3 separate regions of the Sus scrofa genome follow, and regions 1 and 3 are each linked to region 2. Evidence: chromatin contacts called from public Hi-C and HiChIP or PLAC-seq data. All regions are on one chromosome and are shown on one strand. The core of a region is the stretch at or near the end of the contact, and the rest is flanking DNA. Distances in the headings are between cores, read along the strand shown. Region 1 holds the start of SFTPD (surfactant protein D). Region 2 has its middle 21 kb from the start of ANXA11. Region 3 overlaps LOC110256704 (a long non-coding RNA gene).

What was found. Hi-C and Micro-C count contacts between places; a contact is called where the count stands out from the background. HiChIP or PLAC-seq counts read pairs in DNA pulled down with a chosen protein or histone mark.
Region 1: a contact with region 2 is called in a Hi-C map of alveolar macrophages, with 5 times the contacts expected there. The contact joins the promoter of SFTPD here to the enhancer-like site in region 2. A contact is called at or near these places in 15 of 47 Hi-C or Micro-C datasets (adipocytes, alveolar macrophages, embryonic fibroblasts and 10 more) and 1 of 2 datasets of contacts at active chromatin or transcription factors (alveolar macrophages).
Region 3: an H3K27ac HiChIP or PLAC-seq map of alveolar macrophages shows a contact between it and region 2. The contact joins two enhancer-like sites. A contact is called at or near these places in 13 of 47 Hi-C or Micro-C datasets (alveolar macrophages, embryonic fibroblasts, epiblast stem cells and 9 more) and 2 of 2 datasets of contacts at active chromatin or transcription factors (alveolar macrophages and skeletal muscle).

Annotation. Positions count from the first base shown.
Region 1 is chr14:82,049,406-82,052,816 of Sscrofa11.1, reverse strand. It overlaps SFTPD (surfactant protein D), which reads right to left and starts at 1,283. Exons shown (of 8, transcript NM_214110.1): 1 at 1,245-1,283.
Region 2 is chr14:81,812,825-81,816,008 of Sscrofa11.1, reverse strand. No RefSeq gene overlaps it. Among named protein-coding and RNA genes, the nearest start is that of ANXA11, 21 kb to the left of the region's middle. Within about 2 kb of position 1,533, at least 7 of the 83 cell types and tissues checked have an H3K27ac peak or open chromatin away from gene starts, as enhancers often do. A contact at or near this core is called in alveolar macrophages, where this site is marked.
Region 3 is chr14:82,029,200-82,032,435 of Sscrofa11.1, reverse strand. It overlaps LOC110256704 (a long non-coding RNA gene), which reads right to left. Exons shown (of 3, transcript XR_002338593.1): 3 at 3,198-3,236. Among named protein-coding and RNA genes, the nearest start is that of SFTPD, 21 kb to the left of the region's middle. Within about 2 kb of position 1,650, at least 26 of the 83 cell types and tissues checked have an H3K27ac peak or open chromatin away from gene starts, as enhancers often do. A contact at or near this core is called in alveolar macrophages, where this site is marked.

The sequences.
Region 1 (3,411 bases), core at 34-2,533, 240 kb before region 2:
GCCAGATCAAGCTGCAAGTCTGGATCCTTAATCCACTGAGTAAGGCCAGGGATCAAACCCACATCTTCATGGATACTATGTCAGGTTCTTAACCTGGGGAGAAACAATGGGAACTCTGTCTTTCACTTCTTTTGGCTGCCCTGTGGCATATGGAATTCCCAGGCCAGGGCTCAGACCCAGCTGCAGTTGAGACATAAGCTGTAAATGTGGCAGCACCAGATCCTTAACACACGGTGCTGGGCTGGGGCTCAAACCTGGGTCTCAGTGCTCACCAGACGCGCCGCTGATCCCATACCACAGCAGGAGCTCCTGTCTTCACTTTTGAATCCACCACTTCCTCAGGGATCCTGGGAGTCTCTACAAATACCCAGATGGGTTCTCAGGCCAGCTGCAGTTGCCTCATTGTACTTGTGGCAGAGCTCAGTCATGGTACCAAAGGACCCAGGCCAGCACCAGGACATTTGACCTCTGACCTCAACACTGGGGCCCGAAAAGCAAAAGGTATTCTGCCCAATGGCTCAAGATGGGAGGGAACGTATCATCACCCACTGTAGCAGGAAGGGCCTTGGAGAGAGAAAACTTACAGGTTTTCAGACCAAAAATTCAGATGAGGCATCTTACCTGGGACAACAGAGAGAATGGGAAGATCCATAGCCCCTTCAATATACATGATGTTCTGTTTATACCAAACTTTCAGGTTAAGATTTTATTGGGGAAAAAAACCAATGACCCCTCTGAAAATTGGTCGAAAAATCAGTGACCTAGTCCAGAAAGCTTTTTAAGATTGAGGCTGAGAGAAGCAATGTTTATCCATGCCTCACGGTCATTAGATACCGGGATGGACTTAGAACTGACAGAGGGACACCTGGTCTGTTTCTCGGCTACTACTCTCTCTGAAGAAATCAGGGATGGAGAGGAGCCAAGAGGAAAATGAACTGCATTTTCCACGGGGGCTTCCAACAATGGCATTTGAGGTCTGGTTGGGTATCATACCCAATTCACCTACCCTGTCCCAGACCAGGAAACAAATCTCCCCCTGAGTTAAGAGAGCAGAGTGTGGGGAAGAAGAGTGCTCCTTATTACCCCACTGTGCCCCCCACCTCCAACACCCACCCTCCTAGGCCTGAACAGCTCCACAGACCCTGCCTTCCTCAACACTGGTAGGATAAGCCACCCATAGAGGCAGGGAGCTACTCACTGGACATCAGGAGAACAAAAGGAGATGCAAGACCAGAAACACTCACAGTTGCGTCCTCTAGAGCTCCAGAATCTCCAGGCAAACTAAAGTTTTCTGGGCAGGCACTGGCTATTTATGACTGCCCTGTAACCTGGGCCTCCCAGCCCCAGTTTCCTGAGAACCCTCTTCAAGAAGTAGATAGAGCAATTTTCTTCCTTGTTGACTCACTCGATCACCTGCATTCTGGACACCTGCCACTGATGTTCATAACACTACACACCCATCACCTTAGAGTTTATAGAGCACCTCAGTCCACGCTCTCATCTGCATCTCATTGCAACCCTTGGAGTTAAGTGGCAGCAACAGTGTCTGTATTTTACAGATGTCCAGGAATTCAAGGTCCAGAGAAGACCAGCCAGTTGCACAGTGACCTACAACTATTGCAAAAGCAACCTGCATCTGCAGAATCCAAGAGCCAGCACCTACTGTGCCCACTTCTCTTCCCCCTTCACCTCAACATTACTGCCTAGATATTAGGAAAGAGCTGGGAGCTCCTTGTATACCTGAGTGGGAGTAGCCTTGTAGAGGAAGTGCTAGGTAGCAGCCTGGGGTGGGGGCAGCGGTTGGAGGAGCTACCACCTAGCAGGGGTCACTCTTTTGCTCTCTGCTCTGGATCTAAGAGTGCCCCCTGCCACTTGCCTTTTGTGGGATGGCCTTCCTTGCCCAAATCTCTCCATCTCTTTAGCTTGTGTTTGCCCATTACATTGCTCTAGTGGCCAGTTTGGACCCCTGAGCTGCTGATACACTGTCGTAACCATCCCCAGGGTAACTCTAACTTCTAGTGACTGTAGGGCATTTCCCCACCCTACTGCTGTGGCTGTCAGCTCTGCTTGCTTTTAGATCCTTGTGACTTTATCTCTTCCATCCACCCTTTGCCTAGGTCTATACACCAGCAGCCGCATGTTTCCAGTCCTTTCCTATGGGCACCCCCTTGGAGGTGCTGACTTGCTCCTAGCTTTTGATGCCATCACCTTGTATACTGTGGAACCTATAAAGCCAGTTTTCCTCAGTTGATAAGAAAAGGTCTTCTGTTTCCCATGTTGCAATTTTTTGAAGCAGGATCCCATAGCAGAGCACCTGGGCCCCTAATGTTTGAGCCCTTTCATCACTAACACAGCCCCCTCTATTCTAGGATGTTCTTGTGCCCCTGGAGATCTAAGTCAGCATGGAGGCTGAACTGAACCCTTGTTCTCCTCTCCCCACAAATCCTAATTGTCAAGTCTTATCCTGGTGGCTAGACAAAATTCTTATTTAGGATGACCCTTATTAAAGGAGTCCTATACTTTGTTTCTTCCTGCAAGCTGACTTCTGTTAACTGCTAACTCCTAGGGTGTCAGATTCATCCCTCACAATGCCCTTGGACCCCATTATAGCAAAGAATATGGAGTTTCTTTATCTAACTCCACATTCCACCAAGGTCCAGGTCTACTTATGATCCAACCCAGACACTCATGTTCCAGTGAAAACCTTTGCTTTTCTCAGTTACACAAGTGAGAAGAATCAGATTTGATCTGATTTTATATTTTGGGCTGCACCCACAGCTTGTGAAATTTCCTGGGCCAGGCACTGAACCTGAGCCACAGTGGTCACAATGCCAAATCTTTAACCGCAAGGCCACCAGGGAACTCTGAGAATCAGATTTTAAATGGTGATCACAATGGCTTTCATGCAGAGGATCACTGGCTCACCCTCTCTTCCCAAGATGAGGTCAGGATAACTACATGCTTTCTTTGGGAGCTAGTCACCACTGCTGCACTGCAGCCCAGCAATATCAGAAACCCCTGGTGGATTTCATTAGCTGCACCTTTGTCAGAGCTAAGCTGTAGCCTCTGGTATTTTACCAGCTGATTGCCCACATTACTGTGGAAACTCCCAGCTCAGTGGACATAGGTATAGTCAGGTCATCCAAGACGGCTGTTCTCTTGCTCTCTGTACATCACCAGCTCGGCCAGACCCTACTTCACTCATGTGACTATCCAATCCTTTTAATTATAGATCTTAATTGGTAAGTACCCACATGCTTTCCCCTGCTCCAGCTGCTGGTTTCCTTGGCAACTGGTGAGCCAACTTGACGTCAGTTCCCCCATAAATGATAGCCTCCTCCCACCAGCAATGAAGTTTGCTGACTGTCCTGCCATACACAGTGGGGGTGTTGCTCTAGGACCCTTCTGCTT
Region 2 (3,184 bases), core at 284-2,783:
AATCATTTTACAAGGCTCTTGTTTCCACTTACTTAAGACTTGGAGGAAGGAAGTGCCATTCACTGAGCCCCTACTGTTTAGAAAGGAGAGTCTTCCAGGGTGGTATGACTGTGGACATGAATTATCCTTGGATGCTCCCTGTAAAGCATCCTTCTTTAAGGTATGGTTTGCAGAGAGCCAGGGTTGCATCTCAATGATTGTGTTCTTCAAGAACATGCTGCCGCTGCTGTGAACTTCAGTTTTTCTTGGCAGGTGGAACCACAAAGACTCATAGGGCAGGCCTGAAAAGATGAAGAGGTTTGTGACAGGTGGGTACTGAGAAGGAGAAGAGGGCATCCTAGGATGTCGGTTTCAAAAGACGTCCTTGGAAAGCCTGCCCTGTGTCTCCTTCTCTGGTCCTCTTGTGTGTGCAGATGAGACCTGGGCTCCAGACCTCTAAGTAGCTGTCCTCCTCTGACATCTGCTCAGGGGCGGTGACAAAGCAATTGGAAAGACTTCTTAAAGGAAGAAGGAAAGCAACACCTGAATAGTCAGTCCTTTTGGGGAGTCCCTGTTATCCTTCTGCCATTGTGTCCCAAACTGTAGCTTCTGGAGATGCTTGGTCATCAAAATAGAAGAAGTGTGGATGCTTCAAAGGGAGAAGTTAACAGTGGGCATCGGAGGCAAGGTCAGAAGAATTCAGAAAATGGAAAAGAAACCCCACTTTCCTTGCCTTATACCTCCAACTAGCAAGTTAGGAGTTGGAAAGGCTCCGTGCTGCCATCTGCTGGTCATTTCCTGCATTGCCGCATCAAAAAGAGAAACAGCTTTACAATGCTCTTGCTTACTTACCTAAGAGCCTCCAGGAAGAAAATGATACTTGCTGAGCACATGCTGTTGGAAAAGGACTGTCTTCCAGGGTGGTCTGAATGTGGACGTGAATTACCCTTGGATGCTCCCCATAAAGAAGGCACGGATTGCAGAGAGCCAGGGCTGCTTCTCAGTGTCTGCGTTCTTCAAGCACATCCTTCCGCTGCTCTGAACTTCAGTTTTCTCGAGCACGCGAATGAACAAAGACTTGTACGAAGGGCCTTCAGAGATGAAGCCGTTTGTATCAGGTGGGCACTGAGAAGAAGAGGGCTTCCTAGGATGACGGTTTCAAAAGACGCCCTAGAAAGCCTGCCCTATGTCTCCTTCTCTGGTCCCCTCGTGTGTGCAGATGAGAACTGGGCTCCAGATCCCTAAGTAGCTGTCCTCCTCTGACATCTGCTCAGGGCCGGGGACAGAGGAACTGGAGAGACCATTTAAAGAAAAATGAAACCAACACCTGCCTATGTAGTCTCCCCCAACTTTAAGAAAGAGGAAACCTGGGATTCCCATGGAAGTACTCTAGTAGACGTGGCAGCTCCTGCGGCAGAAGAGTACCTGCGGTGCTTCGCATGAAGGCACTGAAAGCAGAGTTTGGCGAATGGAAAAGAAAACCTAACTTTTCTCCCCTTTACACATGCAATTGGGATGTTAGCAGCCAGGAAACTTCAGTGCTGCCACCTCCTGGTCATGTTCTGTGTAGCAGCATCAAAATAGAAGGGGCACCGCGCACTAGTTTAAACTCACCTCAGGGCCTGGAAGAAGGGAAGGTCTGAAGGCAGACATGAGTGAGCCTGGGATGCCGCCTACAAAGAGGACACGGACTCCAGACAGCCAGGGGTGCTTCTCAACGTCTGTGTTCTCGAAGAACACGCGTTCTTCTCACTTGACACAGTGCCATGGAGGGCCAACTGGGTTGGAAAGAGTCCTTGTTCACATGGTCATTCAGGAACTCAGGTTTTTTCCAACCTGATGCTTTGTTCTCTCCTAGGACATGGTCCTCATCTGCAGGGTCCACCGAGGGCCAAAGGCACCTCTGTGTCCTGGTTCTGAACAGGATATACATCACGGCAGAGCAGACACCCAGTCTCTGTAGTTCCACACCCAGGGATGGCACACTTTATTGACCTCACACACACCTGGTCACTGGTCACTTAGTCACACAGCCATAACAAGAGGCAAGGGAACATGGAAGATGGCGAATCCAGCTGAGCCACCCTGTGCCCAAGTACAGGTGCAGCGCTCTGCTGTTCCACGAAGAGGCGTCTTTTCCTTGCCTGTTGGACAGGTTCCCATATATCCATTTCTTCCCCAGCTTCCAAACTCTTGTCTCCATGGCTGTCTCCTGCCCCAGGCTCTTGATCCTTGGGTCGCATAAGCTGTCTAAGCCTTTACTAGATCATTCCCAGCATCTTTAGGGACGGAGAGGCAAGAACCCATTGGTTCAAGCTGCCCCTCTGGTCTGCAAGCTTTCAGTTCTATCTGGAGGAGTTCCCTGGTGGCTCAGTGTGTTAAGGATGTTGTCACTCGGTGGTTCAGGTCGCTACTGTGGCACAGGGTTGATCCCCGGCCCAGGGACTTTTGCATGCCATGGGCGCAGCCCCACAATTAGGTCTTCAAATACTTCTTCAGGTTATTTCCATTCCTATTATATCTTGGGCATCGTTCCCCTCAACTTGTTGCTCTTCATTTCTCTTCCATAGCAATAACTTTCTCTCTCACCTCCTAAACTGTTTGTTCCTTCCTAAACAGTGCCATCTGCAGCAACATGGATGGACCCAGAGGTTCTCATACCAGGTCAAATACCATATGATATCACTTATTGGTGGAATCCTAGTATGACACAAGTGAAGTAATTTCCAACAACAAAAGAGGCTCAAGGCTCAGGGAAGAGACTTGTGGTTGCACAGGGGGAGGTAGGGATGGATTGGGAGTTTGGGATTAGCAGATGCAGACTCTTAAGATAGAGACTGGATAAGCAATAAGATTCTCCTACATGGCACAGGGAACTATATACAATATCTTGAGATAACCATAGTTCACAAAAATATAAAAAAGATTGCAATATACCTAAAACAGCATCGCTTTGCCGTATAGCAGAAATCATAGTTGTAATTCAAGTATACTTCAATAGTAATGAAAGAAACGGAAGTGTCCTATGAAGAATATTATGTTCTGCTAGCAGAGTAACTAGAGGGTATAAACAGCTGAGGACGAGGCCCCACGGAAGGAGAAACTTGGAAGGGGGCGCCCCTCCCCAGCCTGGGGTCAGATCTTGTTGCAAAAGGGGTCATGGCCACACCCTGGAGGAAGAGAAATCAGCTGGTGCCTGGGCCAG
Region 3 (3,236 bases), core at 401-2,900, 220 kb before region 2:
ATAGTTGTTAAGACGCCATTCTAATATAGGGTGAAAATTTTCTGATTTTGTCTGTATTTTGCACTTATCAGAGTATTGTGTACTATCATATGTTTTCTTGTCATTTATTAGAGTCTTTCTATTTCAGCTCAAGGAAGTCTTTTCAGAATTTCTTACATGGTAGGTCTAGCACTGGTGAACTCTCTCAACTTTTGTTTTTCTGGGAAAGCTTTTATTTTTCCATTATATTTGAAGGATAACTTTGCCAGATAAAATATCCTTGGCTACAAATGTTCATTTTTCAACACTTTGAATATGTCATTCCACTCTCCCTTAGCCTCTAGAATTTCTATTGAGAAATCCACTGATAGCCTAGTGGGAGTTCCTTTATAGGTTACATTCTTTTTTTTCATGGCTCTCTGGTGAGTGGGGTAGGAGCAGATTTGACAATTACTTTGGATCCTCAGCCCTTTATTTTCTTTTAAATGACTTTTATTTTTTCCATTATAGTTGGTTTACAGTGTTCTGTCAATTTTCTACTGTATAGCAAAGTGACCCAGTCACATATACATATATATATTCTTTTTCTCACATTATCCTCCATCATGATCCATCATAACTAGATATAGTTGATCCATCATGACTAGATATAGTTTCTGGTACTCTATAGCAGGATCTCATTGCTTATCCATTCCAAAGGCAATAGTTTGCATCTATTAACCCCAGATTCCCAGTCCATCCCACTCCCTTCCCCTCTCCCTTGGCAACTACAAGTCTGTTCTCCAAGTCCATGAGCCTCTTTTTTGTTTGTTTTTTGTCTTTTTAGGGCCACACCCACAGCATATGGAGGTTCCCAGGCTAGGGGTCTAATCGGAACTACAGCTGCCGGCCTGTGCCAGAGCCACAGCAACACCAGATCTGAGTCGGGTCTGCGAACTACATCACAACTCACAGCAATGCCAGATCTTTAACCCAATGAGCGAGGCCAGGGATTGAACCCCCAACCTCATGGTTCCTAGTCAGTTCGTTTCTGCCACGTCATGACAGGTACTCCAAGATTCTTTTCTTATTTGTGCCACATATTAGATTCCAGATATGTGATATCATATGGTATTTCTCTTTCTTACTTGTTTCACTTAGTGTGAGTTTCTAGTTCCATCCACGTTGCTGCAAATGGCATTATTTTGTTTTTTATGGCTGAGTAGTATTCCATTGTGTATATATACACCACATCTTCTTAATCCAATCATTTGTTGATGGACATTTAGGTTGTTTCCATGTCTTGGCTATTGTGGATATTGCTGCAATGAACATACAGGTGCGTGTGTCTTTTTCAAGGAAAGTTTTGTCTGGATATATGCCCAAGAGTGGGATTGCTGGGTTGTATGGTAGTTCTATGTATAGTTTTCCAAGGTACCTCCATACTGTTTTTCATGGTGGTTGTGCCAATTTATTCAGCCCTTTTTTATGCACAGATAGGCTAGAAACCTCCAGGATCTTTTAAAAAAATATTACTGTGTTTTTTTCTCTTTTGTGGATATTTCTTTGTTGTGATGAAAATTTCTCTATGTGCAAGCATTTGGAAATAAAGTCTTCCAGGCCCCTGGTCTGCAGTTTTTGGTCTGCAGTCCCTGACCCCAGTCTGTCACAGCCCCGAATGAGTAGAGAAATGCACAGCAGGAGGACCAGGACAAGGCTGAGCGCCTGGCCTGGGGATCTGGCAACCAAGCAATCCTGATGTGTTCATTCACTTGGCTGTCTGCCTGTTGTCCCAAGACCTCTTGTGTAATGTGCAGATTACACAAGAGGTCTGTTTGGGTACGGATGTTTAATTCATTGTTTAAAAAGAGAGGGAAAAAGGAAATGACATTGATGTGACTCATTTAGAATGCCAATTTCTTTGACCAGTCATTCTCTGGTAGTTAGCCCAGGGTACAGTTTCTGTGAAATAATGCAGAGTGTCCTGACTAAGCTTTAAAACAATCCTGCTTCACCAGGATCTTGCTGGGACTGAGCCTGTCTTAGAAAAAGGCCTTAGAAAAAGCCTGTCTTCAAATCTGGTGTGAGCTCATGCATTCTGCCATGTGGAAACCTTCAAATTCTAATGAATCTATTTTGACTTTATGGATACACCTAATGTCATACTGAATTGCACAGAGGGTATGACACATGTACTTAAGAATGGGTAACTATCAATGAACTAGGTATTCATACCAACTCCTAACAATCCATAATGTAACATGGAAAGAAAAAGGGAAGCAAAAAGAAAGTCATCAATGAAAGGAAAATGTAACAAGTTTATTTTTTTTCCATTTTTTAAAATTATAGTTGATTTACAACATTGTGCCAATTTCTGCTGTACAGAAATACATGTATTTCTGCTGTACCCAGTCATATATGTATACACATTCTTTTTAAAAATATTATTTTCCTGTTGTGGCTCAGCAGAAAGGAACCCAGCTAGTATCCACAAGGATGTGGGTTTGATACCTAGCCCCACTCAGTGGGTTAAGGATATGACTTTTCCATGAGCTGTGGTGTAGGTCGCAGACATGGCTTAGATCTGGCATTGCTGTGGTGTAGGCTGGCCTAGGAACTTCCATATGCCAAAAGTATGGCAATAAATAAATAAATTTTTCCATCATGATCTATCCCAGGAGATTGACTATAGTTCCCTGTGCTATAAAATAGAATCTTATTGTCAATCCATTCTAAATGTAGTAGTTTGCAGCTATTAACCCCAAACTCACAGTCCATCTCACTTCCCCCACCCTTGATAACCACAAGTCTGTTACCCATGTCTGAGTCTGTTTGTTTCTGTTTTGTACATAGGTTCATTTGTGCCATATTTTGGCTCCATGTATAAGTGATATTATATGGTATTTGTCCTTCTCTTTCTTATTTCACTTAGGATGATAATCTCTGGTTGCCTCCATGTTTCTGTGAATGGCATTTTTTTGTTCTTTTTATGGCTGATAGTATTCTATTGTATATATGTACCACATCTTCTTAATCCACTCATCTGTCAATGCACATTTAGGTTGTTTCCTTGTCTTGGCTATTGTGAATAGTGCTGCAATGAACATAGGCATATATATATCTTTGAATTATAGTTTTGTCTGGATATATGCCCAGGACTTTGGATTACTAGATTATATGGTAGTTCTATATTTAGTTTTCTGAGGAACCCCAATACTGTTTTCCATAGTGGTCATACCAATTAAAATGTAACAATTTTAAATTACGAAAATACAAAA